Linked DNA regions of Capsicum annuum: region 2 is linked to region 1. Evidence: chromatin contacts called from public Hi-C data. All regions are on one chromosome and are shown on one strand. Each heading gives the region's core, a stretch centred on a gene start, on an enhancer-like site or on the middle of the called end of the contact. The rest is flanking DNA. Distances are from core to core; before and after follow the strand shown.

Region 1 (6,838 bases), core at 2,271-4,770:
TTTGACCTTTTACACGTGAGAAAACAGCCTAATTGGACTAAGGTCATGTTCTCATTCTAGCTACCAAACGGCCCATTTGTGATTAACATGAAGAATGGACTCTTCCTTAAATCTTTAAATTTTTATAGGTCCACAATTGTTTTAACAAGAAATTAGAATATTTTTGGCAATTTGAGATTGGGCAAAGAGTAGGGTCAATAACAAAGAAGATAATTATCATTGAGACCTAGGGCCATTATGTTCAAACCTTCAACCAAGCAGTTAAAAACAAAATGATTACAAAACGAGTAAAATCTATAATTGCTTCAATAGAAGGATTAATTCGAATAATTAGATAATGCTAGTGGGGCAATTGATTGATATCACCCAACTATAGTCGACAAACTGTAGGGAAAAAAAATGATAGGACTCCTTTAGTACTCTCACCCAACTATAGTCGACAAACTGTAGGGAAAAAAAAAGATAGGACTCCTTTAGTACTCTGAGCCTGTAATCTTTATTTGTTCATATTTGATTTAACATACTTTTTAAAATAGACACAAAATATGTTATTTGATTTGACACACTTATTAAGAATAAATACAAAATGATAAAATTATCTCTTACTTTTTTTAAATTAAATAAATAAAATTAGACAACTGTTTTTGATATATTAATCAAGTAAAGATCAACGCTGGGAGTAGTACTAGAGGGCCACATGGGAGTATCATCAAAAAACAAATTGCCTATGTTGTTATTTTCATTAGATCCTAGAATACATTCTGGCGTCTATCATAAAGTGCATCACACCAAATTATGCCTTTCAATGCATGCTCAACTTTAATTTGAAAACTTCACTTTTTCCTTTATTATAATTTGATGTATTTATTAATTTAAAGTAAACATTCGATGCTGATAAATATTTGGTGAATACGATAAATGTTTCTGATTTACTATGTTGATTGACAGATGATATCATATTTTCATGAAATCCTTAATTTTGAAAATTTTCAGAATCCTAAGTTTGGTTTTCAAGGTGTTGGGAGGAATTGGATTCCATCTCAAAGCTTCCTACTCTATGGTTGAACTTGAACCCCTAGAATGTATAACTAATCCTCTTGGTTTAATCTTTTAAATTTCATTATTGTTTCGGTGATGCACAAACACAAACTATTATTTTTGGTTGGTTTACTTATATATAAGCAGATAATTTACTAATTTTGGTCGTTTTAACATGTTAGTAACATTATTCCTTACCACTTCCAGAAGATAACTCTCTCTGTTTGTCTCTATTGTCAACGTAATTTAATGACTTACAAAACATCAATGGCATGGGTGTTCCGTAGTCGGTACTAATTAAGGAAAATACGTGAATTTTTATTTTTATTACTTATTTCTTGTGATTGATACGTAAGCAAAAAATATTATTCTAAAAGTATTTGTATATAATTTAAACAAATATTATAGTAGGTGGGGCGTGAGGTGGTGGAAATGAGGGCTATGGGAGGTAGGGTGAAGATGAGGTATGTTGAAGAATGTGATGAACACAATCAACGTGGAATATCACTAATGGAGCTTATTTTCCCGTACTTTCATTAGAAAAACCCCTTCTTATTCTTAAGGAGTTTATTTTTTCAAAAAAAATATATATATATATATTTTTCAAAAATATTTGATCAACCAATCGAATACAAAAAATTGAAAAATATTTTCTAAAAATGTTTTCTACAGAACACACCTAAAGTTTTCAAACAAATGCACTAATCAAGAGCTTATCAACGAGACAGATATACAACTTACAAGCTGAGGACTTGCCATTAAAGATATATTTGTTGAAAATCAATAATTTGCCTATCAAACATATTTGGAGGAAGGTAAATTAATGAGTGTGTCGAATTTTCTATAAACGATCGAAGAGCACGAATATAGATATATTAAAAAAATAATATAGAAAGATGTATTCAAAGATTGAAGTTCTTTTCTTAGCTAAGTCAAGTCACGAGACTTGTGAATTTTGTCAAGTACTTTCAGTGTAGCCCCCAAAAAATGTGAAATTAAATATCTATTAAACGTATCAGTAAAAGAGGGGATATTACAACATGTAAGTTAAACGTACTAGTAAAGAGAGTATATTACAACATATAAGTTAAACGTACTAGCAAAGAGAGTATATTACAACATATAAGTTAAACGTACTAGTAACTCATGCAAATCACTCTATTGTCACATGAAAAGAAATGAACAAAAAAAAAAATATGTAAAAGGAAAAGAAGACTCTCTATCTATCAATACTTGTTTATTACGTATTAAATTAATAAATTTTTTAAAAATAATATAAATAATAAAAGTAATTTTACTATGTCAAAAGTAATACCCCTCTATTTCAATAAGAATAACCTACTTTGACTTGACATAAAGTTTAAGAAAATAAATGAGATTTTTGAATCTTGTGACCTTATTAAAGTTATATCAAATGTACCAAAATGTGCTTTAATCTTGTGGTCCTAATCATGCCATGTGGAGATTTGATATTAAAGTATTACAAAAAAAAAAAATCATTCTTTTTTAAATGGACTAAAAAAAAAAGTAAATCATTCTTTTTTAAATGGGGGGAGTAATAAATAAGGAATAATATTTGATACCAAAGTAAGATTGGGAGGATTAAATTTTTTCCAACTTTTCTCTATTGACATTAATTATTTTAAAATTAAGATGCACGTAAATGGACAAAAAATAAAGAATTAACAAGAAATATGTTACTCCATTCGTTTTAAAATAATTGACCCTTGTTAACTTGACACTTCTCTTACAAAAATTTATTAGGGTATATTTTACCAAATTAGTCTTATTAATTATGATTTGAAAATATAATAAAGCGTCAAAAACACACCTAAACTATCCTCTTTTTTTGAGTTTCATACCTAAACTATCGAGGGTATGAGAAACACACTTAAAATATCACTGGTTAATTTGAGAAACACACCTTAAAATAAATAAAAATTAATCAAAATATTTTAAAATGAAAACAAATAATGTGTTAGCAATTAAGAATAAAAATATGTTATGTGGACTATTTTTAATGACTAGATACATATAAAGAGTTTGTAAGAAAATATTTGGTGTAATCAGCTTTTAGGTGTGTTTCTTGAATTAAAGTGATAGTTATGTGTGTTTTTCAAACTAAAAGTGATAGTTTAGGTGTGTTTCTCAAATTAAAGGTGATAGGTGTGTTTCTCACAATTCCATTAGTAGGCGTGGATTTGATACTTTATTCTTAAAAATAAAAATTTGAATATATACATTTTATTTAGTCATTTAATTATACAGGTAGTACTGAGAGAACATAATAATATTTCCTTGATTTTATAAAAGACAACTAAATTAAAATAAATAGTTTTAGAAAGAATGCTATTAAAATAGTGGGAGTAATTGAATTATACTCTTATAATCTTATCCAACTCCAATTCTAACTCCAACTTTAAAAAATTATGATTTTCGTGCTGAGACGGCGCCTTAGTATTTAAGACAACTTTTAATTTGAAGAGAACCAATGCAACAACAGCAATAACTGTTGTCACACTCCCCATACACATTATGACAGCAACCCATCATTCCCACGCTATGTAACTCGCATCCTATGCCCCCTCGCACCCCCACCCCTCCACCCCACTCACCCCCACCCCTAAATGCTATAGCAAAAATTTTGGTGCTAGTAGTAATAATAATAAACCAAACTGCCTAACACAGCAAGAACAACAACAAACAATGGCACTTGGTAATGAAAAATCTGTAGATGGAAAAATTTGGGGACTATGTAAACTTCCATTTTGGCATTCAAACAGCAGTTCAGTGGCTGCTACTTCTTCTTCTGTTGCTTCTTCTTCATCATCTTTTAGGCAGCAGCAACAACAACAGTTTCAGCATCAGAACCATAATGGCATTTCTGTGGATCATCATTCTAATATTCATGCTTCACTTAAAGTTTCTTCTGTTGCAAAATCATTTCTTCCAACGCGTCGTAAGCTCAGTCTTGATCCACCAAACAAGCTTTACTTTCCATGTATGTTCATCATTTTCGCTATTCTTGTTAAATTTTCTGGCTATATCTAATTGTTTGTCATGAATTAGACCATACCCGCAACTGATGTGGCATCTTTTTTGAGTTTTCTTTTGCATAATGGGTTGATTTCTCATCACATAGGTAATTTGATCAGTTATTTTGCTACTTGCTCAGTCTCAATTTAGTTGTCTTACCTTTGTTTAGTTTGTTTTAAATAAAGAATGACTTTTCCTATCTTTGGTAACTTTCTAATTCCGACATTCTATATGACTTGTTTAAGATCAGAATATTCAAATAGTATTTTAGTACATCACACATATTTCTAGTTTAAGTTTAAGATAACAAGATTTAAAAGTTTTCCTTATTTTCTTAAATTACATAACTAGTCAAACTAAGACACTAAAATTGAAACTGAAGGAGTTCTTTTCTGTTGCTAATATGTCTTAATTTGGATTTAATAGAAAGAAAGTTTGCTACATTACTTTTATGTTTACTGAAAAGGAATGTTGATTTTTGATTCTAGTAAGTTATATATTTTACTTTGTAGCTACTTCACCAGGAGTATTATTATGTTACATAAACTTAATGGACCAATATTAACTAAACCAGAATTTTGTTTTCTATTCTATGTTTTGGATGAAAATTGACTATTTAGCAGTAATAATAATTCTTATGTCTAATTAAGGGTTGTCTTTCTATTTTTTTTTAAAATTATTTATTGGATTATGCTTATTCTATTCTTATCCCTTTTTGTAGATGAGCCTGGTAAACAAGTCAAGAGTGCTATTAGAATCAAGAACATTAGCAAGAATCCTGTAGCCTTCAAGGTACATTACACTAGCCTCATTATATGGTCCTGTTATTTTCTTGTTTTGGTGGTTTGATGCTTTATGTTTTCTGATGTGAAATGTGCTTAGTACCTAATACTCATGATGTCAATTTCATAATCTCCATAATTAGTGCAACAACTCACTTTAATTCTCCACTAGGCCAACTTTCTCTGAGTTGGTAATAAAGCAACTTTTTTTTGGTTAATTTATAGTAATTCTGGATATTGAAGATTAAAATGATGATGATGAAGTGTGGTTAGTGGGAAATGTTCATTATTTGCTAGATCTACATCACTATGGAAAGTAAATTTGGATCTTCCAGATAGCCAATTTGTCAAGTTTGTCATTTGTAACTAATACTATTTCACGATACTCGTCTTCTGCATCACTGTTCATACAATAATAACTATGTCTCAATCCCAAACAAGTTGGGGCATCATTGTTCGTAATCGAGCCTACATAAATTTTTGACTAGTGACCATAGGTCTTAACAGCCAATTATTATGTGTGAGTTAATGGTGAAATTGATATGTTTAACTAGCATCATTCTGTGTATTAATTTGATAGTGTATCCAAACCAAACTGACCATTTTTGAATTAATACAAGATAGTTGCTTTGTTACAGAAATTTCTCCATTTTTTGTTACACTAATAACTATCAAAGTTCAGAATACAAACACAGTAGCCTTGTTCTATTATATCTAAAATTGATTCTGTATCATTTAGAATTCCTCTTTACACCAAAAGTAAAGTAACAATCAACAATTCATCTTAATCTTCTGAATAGAGCTACATATCTATCTTTAAAACATCTTGTATTCCTTTCCTTTCAAATAAACATTGTATATTTGCAGGAGTCGTTTTCCACCTATTCGTCTGTCTAACAATTTTGCGCGAGCCATTTCAGCATTCCAGCAGCTCTGTATTCAGCTTGACATTGTCCAGTGAATTCCTTTCATATTCAAACATAGTTGCCTGAGATCATCAGTAATTTCACATTGCAAAATAACATGACTACTTTTTCTTTAGCTAATAGCCAAACAAAACAAACCATCTGACAAGGAATTTTTACTTTCTATTTGTGTTTCCAAGGCCAAAGATTAACTTGTTGACCAACATAAATCAGTGCAAAATGGGAAGATTTTACTGTCGTTTCTGTTGCAAGATGTTTTCCGTATTTGTAACGTTTATCAGCTTAATATTGTAGCATTTCAGATATTTTTTCTAATTTTATCATTGTGGTCAGCTTACTATTGCTATCCAGACACACTTCCTAATTTTACTTCGTTGTGCTTTCTCAGTTTCAAACTACGGGGCCAAAGAGTTGTTACATGCGGCCTCCAGGTGGTATTCTTGCTCCTGATGAAAGCATCATTGCAACAGGTAACGCTCCTCTTGGCATTTCATGTCCATTTGTGTGATGTTACTTGAGAATAGCTGCTTATTGCTGTTTTAGTATGCTAATGACACACCTAATTAACAGTTTTCAAATTCGTCGAGCCACCTGATAATAACGAGAAACAAGTTGGCAAGAAGAGCAGGGTCAAGTTCAAAGTCATGAGCTTAAAAGTAAAAGAGGATGTTGATTATGTGCCAGAGCTGGTAAGTGCTAAATAATGGTTTTGCTTGTCCATGGATTAACAGATGTATTCTCTCATGAAAGTGAACAACCTGCTTAAATTCAATGTTGGCCTTTAGAAACTTTATTTTATTCATCCTAGTACTCCATATAACTTTTTTGGAATAGATATCTGCGATCTTCTTGAATTTTTTAGCTGGACCGGAAAGTAAGTATCCTATATATTTGATCTATAAAGCATAAATCCAAAAAAAAAAAGAAGGAAAAATAAAAAGAGAATCAATCATATGTGTGATGGAAATGTAGGATACTTGAAACAATATTTAGAATAACAAACAGATTGCGCCTTGATCCGTTTGATGCTCAAGTCCTTAGATCAAAACCTTTTCA
Region 2 (6,838 bases), core at 2,325-4,824, 390 kb before region 1:
AGTTTTGTCTTGAGAGGCATGGGTTATGTTAGCCAGGTCAGAGCCTACCGGCTGCCACTCACAGCTTTAAATGGGTCATGGCACTCTACAAGAGGAAAAATGTGAGAAATGTATAATTTGGATCAATCATTCTCATCCCATGTAATCTCTTGGTTAAAAAACTTATAATAGTTATATCCACTTCAGAATGGGTTACTTTGTTCAATTCATTCAAGGGTTCCTCTTCATACGTCCAGGAAGACACTGTTAGATTAAGGATAACAGTAGATACATTTTAGTAAATGAACCAAGGATTCTACAGATAATTCACTATTTTGAATAGCACTTCCATTCATTGGGAAATCATACACCTGCATTTCTCAAGCTCCATAGTACGGCTATGCCTATTTATCTGGTTTTGGATCTATCCTCCACAAAACTCTTAATGATAATTAAACATATCTTTTATCTACAAGTACCTTACTGGAAGGCCCATCGCTTATAAATAATTATTATATGCAAGCCTTTAAACGAAGGAGGAGTAAAAGCAACGAAAAGTGGCAAGAGATGGATTAAACATGCCTGTATTGCTGAGGATCTTCCTTTAGCGCCTCTATATATGCTTTGAAGATGGCATCACGGTCCTCTTCACTTGGGTAGCCCTCCATAAGTTGATCATACACAGTAACAAAACCTAGTGCAAACACGGGATCATATTGGTAGGATTTCTTGTACCTTATCAAATGTTGTTGCACGATTAGCTCTTGTAACACTGTATTGTAAACAGTTGGAATTGGACGCTTGTAAGTGGTCAAGAAATTCATTTTAGTGTCGGCAACAGTTGGCAAATCTGTAAACAATTCAATATAACACACTGTATCATTACCTTATAAACTAAACACTTGAAAAATCAAGAAGATGGAACGGAATAAGTAACCAGAATGAAATTAGACTAAAGAAAATGTAAATACAGAAAGTGGATAGTTGAAAGAATGCAGACAGAAATATTAAGCCAGAGACGGCTTCATTTCTCTGCTGGTTTAGTACTCGATGTTTTTTCCTTTGACAAGTTAATTCAATCTTCATTAGCAAGAAATAGTACTCCCTCTGATCCATCTTATATGGAGTCATTAGTATGAACATGGAGTTCTTTTTTTTTTGGTTTCCATCCAGTGTACGGTACCCACATTGGAGCCCGACTAATCCGGATTCGCACCGGGTAGCCATTAGGGGTAGCGCTCCCTACCGAAAATTTTTCCATGCCCAAGGCTCGAACCCAAGACCTTTGGTTAAGGGAAGAGCAACCTCATTCACTACACCACATCCTTTGGTGGTATGAACATGGAGTTTGATATGTTAATTTGACTAGTATATATATTAAATTCTAGGAATAGTTTAATGCCTTTAAATTTGTACAAGTTCTAAAAGTTGTATAGAAATGGAATAGTGTAAAACATTTTGGAATGTCTGGTGTCCATTTGACCATGGATAATTTTCAAAATTCCGGAAAACTATTTGGACATACAATTGTTACAATTAATTTTCCGGAATCCAACTTGAAGTTTCTGAAATTCAAAAAGCTCCAAAGAGCCTGTTTTCACAATTTTCACTCCAAATGCTCACAAAAATTCAAAAACAATTCCAATTTGTGTTTATGTCTAAACACAGCTCCAATTTCCAAATACCATTTTCAACTTGAAAACAAGTACTTTTTCCAAATTTCACAACTTTTATATCCAAACACCCACCTGGTGTTATATAAAGCAGAATGTAGTGACTATATAACATTAACATATCCTTAACACTTCAAATCACATGGAAGTAATTTCAACTAGAAAACATCGGCATTTCACTATATCTAAATCCAAATTCAACCATTATGCATTTCATATCAAAAGCTAAAAGATAAAGACTAAACATACTCGTATTTGAAAGAAGTTAGTTAAGCAATTGTAACATTATAAATACACCTCCACACAATCATGCAATTAGCTACAGTGACTTGCTAAGTAACTAAACCAAAACAGAAAATCAGATGAAAAATAGCTATTGTGTATAGTACTCCCTCCGTTCCAAAATACTTGTCACAGTTTCCTTTTTGAGTTTCAAACATATGAACTTTTAACCGATAAATTAAGATGAATATGAGAAAGAAATGCAATTATACTACTTTTCGTATAGTTTCTCAATATCTAAATTTTAATATTAAAATATTGAATTAATAAATTTGGCAGTGTTCAATATTTTTGGTGAATGTCATACCTATGTTATTTTATCATATTTTTCTATATATACTGTCCTTTGTCTTGAGTCGGGGGTCTATCAGAAACAGCCTCTCTACTTCTTTAGAGGCAGTGGTATGGACTGCGTACCCTCCCCAGACCCCATGATGTGGAATATACTGGGTTTGTTGTTGTTGTTGTTGAATTAATCTAATTTAATTTAGCTTTAAAAATTAGTTCAATGTGCTCTCCAGAAGCAAAATATAACCACTATGTTTGAACCGAGTGATTTTTTTTAATTTTTTTTTTCTATTTCAAATACGAAGCAATAAATCAGGAACTTGCTTGCGGCTGTACTGGACAGGCAATTATACTACATTCCGTATAATTTTTCAGTATCTAAATTTTAATCTTCAAAATATTGCATTAATCTAAACTAATTTAGCTTTAATAATTAGTTAAATTGACTCTCGAGAAACTAAACATGACAACTAGTTCAGAATGGAGTCAGTATTTTTTCTTTTTTTGTCGATTTCAAATTCAACGCACTGAATCGACAACTTTCCCGCGGCTGAACTGGACATGAAATCAGAAATTATACTACTTTCCGTATAGTTTCTCTGTATCTAAATTTTAACATTAAAATATTGAATTAATTTAATCTAATTTAGCTTTAGAAATCAGTTCAATCTACTCTCGAGAAGCAAAATATAACAACTACGTTTAAACAGAGTGAGTTATTTTATTTTTTGTCGATCTCAAATTCGAAGCGCTGGATGGAGATATGAAAGTAGAACTTGCCTGCAGCTGAACTGGCCACGCAATGAACAACAAAGCGAGAAGTGGAATTGGAAGATCGAGCATTGATTGAATCAAAGGAGAAATTGGAACGGAACCTAAATGTATCAATTGAACGAGACGATGATATAGTGGATTTCCGTTCCGCTGATTGAGCAATTGCCGAGAAAGATACTGAAGTAACTGCCGCCGCCATTTTTCTACAGCAAAAGGTGAAGAAGAAAACGCAGAACTAGAGAATACAATGTAGTGTGTATTTTGGTTTAGAGAATGGAGTTGTTTTCCATTTCAGTTTTTTGTGTGTTGAAAATGAAGCAAGGAAAAAAAAAAATGGAGGGTGAGGTTTGGATTTGAGGGCTTATCCAATGTTTTAAGGATTTTTCCTTTTATTAAAAAGAAATATTTCATGAGAGGGGACGAATAAGAGAATAACACGTGCACTGAATGGATGCATTCTGTACTACAACATTTTTGTGGTTATGAACGATTGTAGTAACTCATAAGCTAGGCCAATTGGTGAAGCAGCAACAGGTGGTATTTCCTAATCGGAAATCAATTTGTGTTGTCAATCTTTTTTGACAAAATGATCTTATGGAACCTGTAATATATTAATTTTGTAAGTTGAACACTTTTATTTATATTTTTGTTATTTGAACCCATTAAAAAGCAATTTTTTAAACACAATTTCTAATATGGCATCTTATGTGGCTGAGACCACATAGGAGCGTGTGTTTTACACTCTACTCGCGCGTCAACCAATTAATAAAAGGCCCCAATGGTCAAAAAGTGCACTATAAATGCTACCTAAATACTCCTTCTTCCTCATTTCTTCCAACAACTTTATTTGTATCCTTTCTTCTACATTTTTTCTCTCTCCAAGTTCTTGTGCTTTAATTTTTTTTTTCCTGCTATGCTTGTAATAGTGGAAATTTAATTTTTTATGTAATTTTTTGCAACACTATGACAGTTCGAATTTGTTACTGTGGACTTTACGCGAAATTTAAGATGTCAAGAACACCAACCAATTCCAGAAGAATGTTTTGGGGCTGTCAAAAATATTAGGTTGGTACTGATTGTGGATTCTTTCGATGGGCCGATGAAAATGAACAATATAAAGGTAGACATCAAAGGCAATGAAGACAACAAGGACTGGGAAGATATGAAAGGCACGGAAGACTTGAAAGACCAAGCATTAATATTGATATCATTGTTATCATTATTGTTGTCATCTGATTTCTATCTATTGTATTATTTAAGATGACTTGATCTATGTAGTTGGTATATACAATGAAATGAAATTAAAATTTAATAACAAACACCATTGCCAACATAGAAATGTGCAATATATAATGTCTTAACAAGAGTTGACATGAAAATGCTTGTCTTAACAACATCTTAAATGAAAAATGAACCATGTCTTAAAAAATTATCTTAACAACACTTGGGATCAATACAGAAAGAGAATGACACTAATGTGTTCCTTGAGTGCTTGTTGTGGACTGATTCTTGCTGGCTTGAGTGCTTGATGTGGCTTGAGTGGTTGTAGATGATTTTGCCTTTGATCTCTTGTTACTCTGTTGTTGTAGCTGTCTTTGAGTTACTGCAGTTCCACCTTTCCACCTTAGTCCATTTGGTTTGAAACCCAAGTTAATATTGGTTAGAACTGAACTAATAAGTGTTGGATTATGCAATACTCTATCAGTATTTCCAGACTGTAAAAATAAAAAAAAATAAGTTATTCATGCACTAATTAAAATCAGTTAAATGTAAAGTACATTATATGAAACTTACCCTCTCTACCACACTGTCACTTAGTCCAAACAGCACACCAAAACCTGCTTCTTTTGCCTTGGTCGTTTATATGCCAGATCTGCACCACTTCTCAAGTTGTACTAGTCTTTCTCTTTTGGACACCAATACCACTAGTACACTGTTGAGTTGTAGATTGTGTAGCAGTAGCACCCACTGTTGTTGGTGTGAGCATTTGCAGGCCTTCCTGAACATCTTGGTGCACTGTGAGCATTTGAAGGCCTTCCTGCGGGCCTTCTGTTGCTTGATTTAGCATTTACAGGCATCTCTTCAGTAGCTGTTGAAGCATTTGCATCTTTCACAGCAGCAACAACTGCAGTACTAGTGCTGGCTTGCACACTTGGTTAACTGCCACAGCTACTACTGAAATCTTTTTTCTACAAAAAATATGAAAAGGTCAAAAACACATTCAAAAGGAGTAAAATTCATCAATAAGAAAAGATTTAGCTTACCAAAGTTAGACATTCTTTCTTGTTGTGTCCAATACACTGGCACACAGAACATGTCATCTTTTTCCCTTTCTTGTAACCTTTTCAAACTTCTTCTTAACAGCTGCATCCTTAGCTTTCTTTCTATTTTTACCTGGCCTTCATGGCATGGGAGTAATCTCAGGTGTCTCAATTGGTGGTCTTGTGCTTCTTGCCCACATGTTAATACTTATCATTGGTTGAATATACTTATCATATGCCTTTAGTTATGTTTCCCTTTGATACCAGTGATCAACAAATGACTCCACATTCCATCCTTTGTAATGCATTGCAGCAATTGCATGTGCACAAGGAATTCTCTTTAGTTGTCATGACCTACAACTACATTTCTTCCTCTTCACATTAACAACATGTGTATAAGGTGGATCACCAATCTCAAAACTCATATCACCATTAAACCTCACCTCACAGTTGGCTCCATATTCACCATTCTCTGCAAGAACTTTCATAGCCATTGGTGATACATTAGTGATCCATTTTTCAGAAAAATCTCTCATTTGATTCATTCTTTCCATGACTTTGCATCTTATTTCCTCCAACATGGTGATAATTGTCTTGAACCTAGCAGATAAAATACAACTATTGAAAGTCTCACACATGTTGTTCTCAACCACATCATACCTGCTATGTTTCATAAAAAAGGCCCTATACAATGCCTCTTTGTTGTACTTGAGCAAATCTTCCACAATTTCAACACCCAACTCACTTAGTTCATTAAGTTTCTTTTGCAAGTACACTTCAAATGGGACCCTTGCAACCTGCCAGACTTTTTTGCTCCACTCCTCACCACTCCAAACCTACTTTCAGCCAGCCCATATATGTCTAGCACCCATCTATGCCCAGTATTTGGCAGTGTATTAGTAAGTGCCAAATGAAGACCCTATCAAAATATGTAAAACAGTAGTTAAACATTAAAGACATCATTGCAGCAAACTAATAAATAACTGAAAAATATGACCATATGAAGAGTCATACCTTCTGCATATCAGATATTACTGTCAAGTCTTCACCCCCATTTTCTTCAAGTTCCAAATCATGGCTGATGCACCTAAGAAACCATGACCATGTGTCTTTAGTTTTTTTTATCAACCACAGCCCATGCTACAGGGTACATTTGATTATTTCCATCTTTGGAAATGCAAGACAACAAGATACCTTTACATACACCCTTGAGAAAGGCACCATCTAAACTAATTATTCTTCTGCAGCCCTCTTTCCATCCATTTTTTAAGGCCTCAAGACAAATGTAAATGCTCATAAATACCTCTTTTTCTGGAATTGCATTCTTGGATGTCCTAATAGATACAGTGGTACCAGGATTGGTGGTCCTCAACTGTTTAGCATAGTCATACAACCTAGAAAACTCTTCAACAAAATCACTAAAATGTTCATTCATAATTCTGATTTTTGCCTTTCTACAGGTTGCTTTACTAACATACAGCCCATAGTCCTTTCTTAAAAGTGCTTGAATCTGATGCAATTTTATTGATGGATCACTCATAATCCTATCCTTGTAATGCTTACTAATCCACAAAGGGTTGC

Evidence for each region. Hi-C and Micro-C count contacts between places; a contact is called where the count stands out from the background.
Region 2: a Hi-C map of placenta shows a contact between it and region 1, with 3 times the contacts expected there. The contact joins the promoter of LOC107856791 here to the promoter of LOC107856801 in region 1. A contact is called at or near these places in 2 of 5 Hi-C or Micro-C datasets (leaf and placenta).

What each region holds. Positions count from the first base shown.
Region 1 is chr7:201,053,242-201,060,079 of UCD10Xv1.1, reverse strand. LOC107856801 (vesicle-associated protein 4-2) reads left to right here and starts at 3,520. Exons shown (of 7, transcript XM_016701773.2): 1 at 3,520-4,039; 2 at 4,796-4,866; 3 at 6,171-6,252; 4 at 6,353-6,471. The coding sequence starts at 3,745.
Region 2 is chr7:201,440,942-201,447,779 of UCD10Xv1.1, reverse strand. It overlaps LOC107856791 (protein THYLAKOID FORMATION1, chloroplastic), which reads right to left and starts at 3,574. Exons shown (of 5, transcript XM_047415355.1): 1 at 3,003-3,574; 2 at 562-829. The coding sequence starts at 3,195.